Regions from separate parts of the Ovis aries genome. Here region 1 is linked to region 2. The links are chromatin contacts, called in public Hi-C maps. All regions are on one chromosome and are shown on one strand. Each heading gives the region's core, a stretch centred on a gene start, on an enhancer-like site or on the middle of the called end of the contact. The rest is flanking DNA. Distances are from core to core; before and after follow the strand shown. Region 1 overlaps ATE1 (arginyltransferase 1). Region 2 overlaps LOC132658421 (a long non-coding RNA gene).

Region 1 (2,700 bases), core at 145-2,644, 890 kb after region 2:
CAGTTAGTGTGAGGGCATGTGGTACACAGCAATGCTGTGAGGGCAGAGCATGCCTGTGGACAGGAGGACCACTGTCACAAGTCTTGCTCAGCGTTCTGGGACAGAAGGCAGGGAAGAACACGACACATTTGGAAAAGACTCATTTCAAATGGTCAGAATACATAAAATCTTAACAATGAAAATGTTTCAATTGTCTGGAAATTTTGCTTTATGTTGAACAGTTCATTCACTGGTGTCAGTTATTTGAGGTTAATTATTTCGGCCCACTTTTATGCTTTCACATGGCAACACCATGGTCTAGTGCAAAAAGCTCTTAAATTTGGAGACACTGCTCTGCCACTCACCACCTGTGTTACCCTAGACAAATTAATTCTCTAAGTAAGAGGAGTGAATCCATACCCTACCCATACCCTCTACACAATCATGAAGGTCCTATCTCTAATGCTTTATGATGCTACGATTTTATGATCTGAGACAAGTTTTGGAAATTCTTGACCTAAAGAAAGAACTTTTAGGAAAAAATGTTCCCACTGCTGGTTTAACTCTACCCCTATGCATCTTCCTCAGAATTAACAGTATGACATGGGGATAGAACCATGGCCTCTGCTCTAATTTAAGTAAATGATTTTACAACCTTGATGATTTAACTATTATTAATAAAAAATGTCATGCAGCACACCTCGAGAGAGATTATGACACAAAACTGTCCTGACTTAGGGGCTGCTCACAGGGGCCGCCTTCTGTCCCAGAACGCCGAGCAAGACTTGTGACAGTGGCCCTCCTGGCCGCAGGCGTGCTCTGCCCTCACAGCACTGCTGCGTACCACATGCCCTCACGCTGCCTTTTCTTCCCCTAAAGTTACTCTCTGTGGCTTTTTTGACTAAATTGTACAAATGTTGCCCTCTACTTCAAGCCCTCTACTTTACTCAAAAAGTAGCCTGAAAAAATATCTTAAGATTTCAAAATGCTCACCCTTTGCCATCACTCAAATTCTATTGATTATGACAGTTAGGTATTTATAAAATAGTATATACCTATCCTATACAAAATTGTCTGGTTCCTCTGCATAATTGAAGGAAAATGTCAGTACAATACACTGAATAAGTTTCTAAACATAGGCTGTTATTATTTTCATATACATAGAGTAAGGCTATTAAGAAGGGAAAACAAATCTGAAAGCTCCTCTCTAGGTTAAGTGCTGGAAAATACTTACATCTTTAACAAGCAAAGAATCATTTGTAATTATCATGTTCAATGCCTCAATGCAAAGTCAGTCTTATAAATGGCAGAAGAAAAACATCCATACTTCTTAGGCTGTAAAGACACACCCCATAGGGACCGAGCCTGATGTTCAGAGCAAACCTGTTCTGTATCTAGAGCACCACCTGGCGGCTGGAGTGAGACAACAGTCTGGTGCTCTCAACACACTACTGCTTCCTCTTAGTTCTCCAGGGGTCAGAAGAGACCCATGGCAACCTTCTATTTACCACGCTTACCGTCTTATCCTTCAGGCCTGACTCTAACACAACTTTCCCCAAAATAAATATCCCTCAGAAGCAGAGGTCTCCTGATGTGTGAGTCTCTCACAGTAAGTTCTCTGAACTAATTTTAGAAAACAGTGCTTTCTGAGAAAGCAGGATAGCATGAAATTACCTCAATCACTGTAACTTTTAAAGTTATGTAAGACTGCCTGATGGAATAAGCAGGAAAAAAAAGTATTTATAGATAAAAGAGCATAATTTCAGGGACAACAAACAAAAGGTGGCAAGCGGAAACAAGGCTAAGTGCTGACAGTGTTGAAGCTGGGCAATGGGCATACGGAGTTCACTGCACTATTATCTCTACAAACGCCTGAAATTTTCCATTTTAAGGTTCTTTATAATATTAAGGTAAAAATACATAATTCAGATTTATTAATCCTAGTGATGTCTCTCAAATAATATGTGAACTTCTTTCCAAAACGGCTTCTTAATCTAAAACTACTGTAAAAAACAAAGTTTGTTCATCTTTTTCTTTTTAAAAAGCCTGTTTAAAGATTTTACAATAAATGGTAAGTGACACCGTTGATGTCATGACTACCTACAAACAAACAGAGAGTAACTGTCTGGTGTTATTCAATTGTGTGCTTGTGGCCTAGGAAAACATTTCCACTATCTTCATCCATAGATTCAAAGAGCGCTGTGTTTCAAACAATCTAAAGAGAAACAAAGATGATGGGCTCTGTGACCTATGCCAGAAAAGTGACTTTACTGTTGACAAAGACATCGAGCAGGGGATAAACCACTTTCATCTCCCACCATCGTATTCTCTTGTTGCCAGCTTGTGAATGTGTGACACAAAAAAAGGGAAAATGAAAACATGGAACAGAGTGACCACGAAGCCTGATAACCTCCTCTGTTTAATTAGATAGAGAACAGCGTGCTTATAGGAGGGAGTTCTCTGTAGTACAGACCTGTGAAAGTGAAAAGCTAAGTCGCTCAGTCCTGTCTGACTCTGCGACCCCGTGGACTTATACAGTCCACGGAATTCTCCAAGCCAGAATACTGGAGTGGGTAGCCATTCCCTTCTCCAGGGGATCTTCCCAACCCAGGGATCGAACCCAGGTCTCCCGCATTGCAGGTGGATTCTTTACCAGCTGAGCCACAAGGGAAGCCCAGTATAGACCTGTAACAGGGACTTATTAAAAGGAGGCAGGTGTCC
Region 2 (2,700 bases), core at 118-2,617:
TCTCTAGAGCAAACTCTTGTCAGTGGTCATGTCTACATAGTGGGATTGTCTGTGGTTTAAGACATTTACTGTATTATCTATTTTAAAAACATTTTTAAGAATAAAATGTTGTCTCATAATAAAAGTCAAGTTTAAATTCTCATAGTAAAAAGACTCAGCCCACCAACCCTCAACCTCCGTGAGGTCTTTTCTCTGGGTTCCCCTTGCAGCTCCCATAGGAAGAGGGCATCCCTTCCCCTCCCATAGCCCTCAGGACCACCTTCTTCATAAGACATATCGTCACCCTGTTTTATAATCCTCTCCCCAGGCTGTGCCCTCCTGACTATCAGGACACCCAGAAGGTCCTCTTCAGGAAGCTCGTTATCATTATGACTAATTAATTTCAGTGGAATTCATTTTTCTGTGTAATTTTTGGCCTCCCGTCTGTCTTTCCCACTGGACTGTATCAGTAAGGGTAGAGACCAAAGGCTGAACAACCAGCACAGTCTGCAGAATTCATAGCTGGCACTTGATAAACAGTTGTTGTGTAAGTGAAGGGGTGAATATATAGACGAATGAATTCAAATCGGGACTGTCTTGGCAAGTCCAAAGACTTTCCCCTGATGCTGCCGATCATCACATGCTTCCCTCCAGACTTCAGAAATCCTGCTCGATAGCAGAAGCTCTCTGTCACTCACTGGAGGGACACACGCATCACCCAGATCAGAGAAAACTTTCTATGTGTCCCCAAGGAGTCTCAGCAAAAGCCTGAACGAAACCCACCTGTGTGCTACGAGAATCCACATTCTCACAGCACTGAACTTAAGGATGAAATAAAAACCAAGCAGTTGAACTTCTGCATTTTCATGTATCATTTTAATTTTAAAGATGTGTGTGTGTGTGTGTGTGTGTGTGTGTGTGTGTGTGTGTGCTTAGTCACTCAATTGTGTCTGACTCTTTGCTACCCCAAGGACTGTAGCCCGCCAGGCTCCTCTGATGCACAATATGATTTTTGTTTTAAAAGTCTATTCCTCCTCTGAAATTCCAGGTCCAGAGCCATAGCAAAGGTTCTCATCTGGAGTATGCATGAGAATCACGTGGAGGGTTTATAAAGATGCTGAAAGCTGAGCGGCAGCCACCTGTTTCAGTCAGGTCTGGAATGAGGCCTGAGAAGCTGCCCTTCTGGAGGCTGGTCCAGGCTCCAGAAGGGGCCATGGGGCAGAGGACCCTCTGCCCTGCTGAGCTGGTGTGTGGCCTAAAGGAAGACGCTGTCCATTCTGAGCCTCAGGTCTCCTGCAAGTGAAAAGAGAAGTCTTTAGAAAGGGCTCCTGGGATCCACGCCTGCTGACTGCATCGGCATGGCCCAGCCTGCTCTGGGCAGCAGAGGGCAGCAGAGACCAGGAAACCGAGAAGAGTGGGGCAGCTGGATGAGCCCATTGAACAGTGTGTGGGCACTGAGTCTTCTGTTTGAACATCTGTTCCCTGGTGGCTCAGACAATAAAGCATCTGCCCGCAACATGGGAGACACAGGTTTGATCCCTGGGTTGGGAAGATCCCCTGGAGAAGGAAATGGCAACCCACTCCAGTACTCTTGCCTGGAAAATCCTATGGGTAGAGGAGCCCGATAGGTTACAGTCCAATGGGTCGCAAAGAGTCTGACAAGACTAAGTGGCTTCATTTCCTCTGGCAACTCAGTGCTCCAAAAACCACTAGACCAAACGACAAAAAACTTTCTAATCCATTTGCCCTCTCTTGTGACTAGGAGAGGTGAATTGATTCCTTTTGTGGAAGGTTTTTTTTTTTTTCGGAAATCACCTTTATATAGCCCTGGGAAACTGAGGCCTGCAGAGGGGGAAAAAAAGCCCACGGTCACACGTCGGTGGCAGGTCAGAATAATACACAGGCCATTCACTGCCTCCTGTTCTAACTTTTGCACACCCTCCTGAAGGAGAATCAGGCCAGGTGGGGCTCTGCGGGCCTCCAGACGGGGTGTACGACAGACATGAGTGGTTTCTTAAGTCAGGCCCCATGAGTCTGGAGCCCCCTCCATGTGCAGCTGGAAAAGGGGGTTCCCTACAAGGATCTGACCCCAGGGCCCCCAAACATCTATTCAGAGACAGCAGGCAAGCCCCCTGCTGGGCTTTAAACAGAGAACTCCTGTCCCCTTCCCCACGAAGGGCTCACACTTCTGAGCCACTTGATGGAGGAAGGGGAACGGGGGCGAAAGACACAGCTTCCCAAGACCCTCCCCCGAGGCCCTGTTCATCAGATCTGGGGGCGGCCCTGGGACCTCATGCTAAACCCAGGCTGGCCCTCACCTGGAGGATCAGGGTGCAGAGGCTCATTCAGGGAAGATGCAAGAAAAGGGGCACAGACTCAGCTGTCTGTCCCCAGGAGGAGGATTCCTTGGTTCTGGTAAATTCCTCCAAGACTTCCTGACATTTTGGAGGCCAGGAGAAGAGTAAATGTGGAGGCCCCCTGCCATGTGTCGATTGCCATTCCTAATCAAGATAGTAAGTTGTGAGATAACATGTGTTATTTTTCTACCTTGATAAACATCTTCCGCCAGGTTTGAATTTACGAAGCACAGGAGTGGGCTGTCAGGACACAGTGGTGCGGGGAGCCAGGCTGTAGCCCACGCCTTGGAGGTCCACCCCCAGCTCTTTGTGGGCCCACTGAAGGGGTCTTGTGCATGTGTGCGAGGGCACATGAGTGTGTGCC

Evidence for each region. Hi-C and Micro-C count contacts between places; a contact is called where the count stands out from the background.
Region 1: a Hi-C map of hypothalamus shows a contact between it and region 2, with 9 times the contacts expected there. The contact joins two enhancer-like sites. A contact is called at or near these places in 10 of 16 Hi-C or Micro-C datasets (blood, hypothalamus, liver and 5 more).

What each region holds. Positions count from the first base shown.
Region 1 is chr22:41,330,922-41,333,621 of ARS-UI_Ramb_v3.0, forward strand. All of the region lies in intron 7 of ATE1 (arginyltransferase 1), which reads right to left. Among named protein-coding and RNA genes, the nearest start is that of ATE1, 28 kb to the right of the region's middle. Within about 2 kb of position 1,395, at least 6 of the 54 cell types and tissues checked have an H3K27ac peak or open chromatin away from gene starts, as enhancers often do. A contact at or near this core is called in hypothalamus, where this site is marked.
Region 2 is chr22:40,439,549-40,442,248 of ARS-UI_Ramb_v3.0, forward strand. LOC132658421 (a long non-coding RNA gene) reads right to left here. Exons shown (of 2, transcript XR_009598053.1): 1 at 2,298-2,700; 2 at 837-1,272. Among named protein-coding and RNA genes, the nearest start is that of WDR11, 74 kb to the left of the region's middle. Within about 2 kb of position 1,368, at least 4 of the 54 cell types and tissues checked have an H3K27ac peak or open chromatin away from gene starts, as enhancers often do. A contact at or near this core is called in hypothalamus, where this site is marked.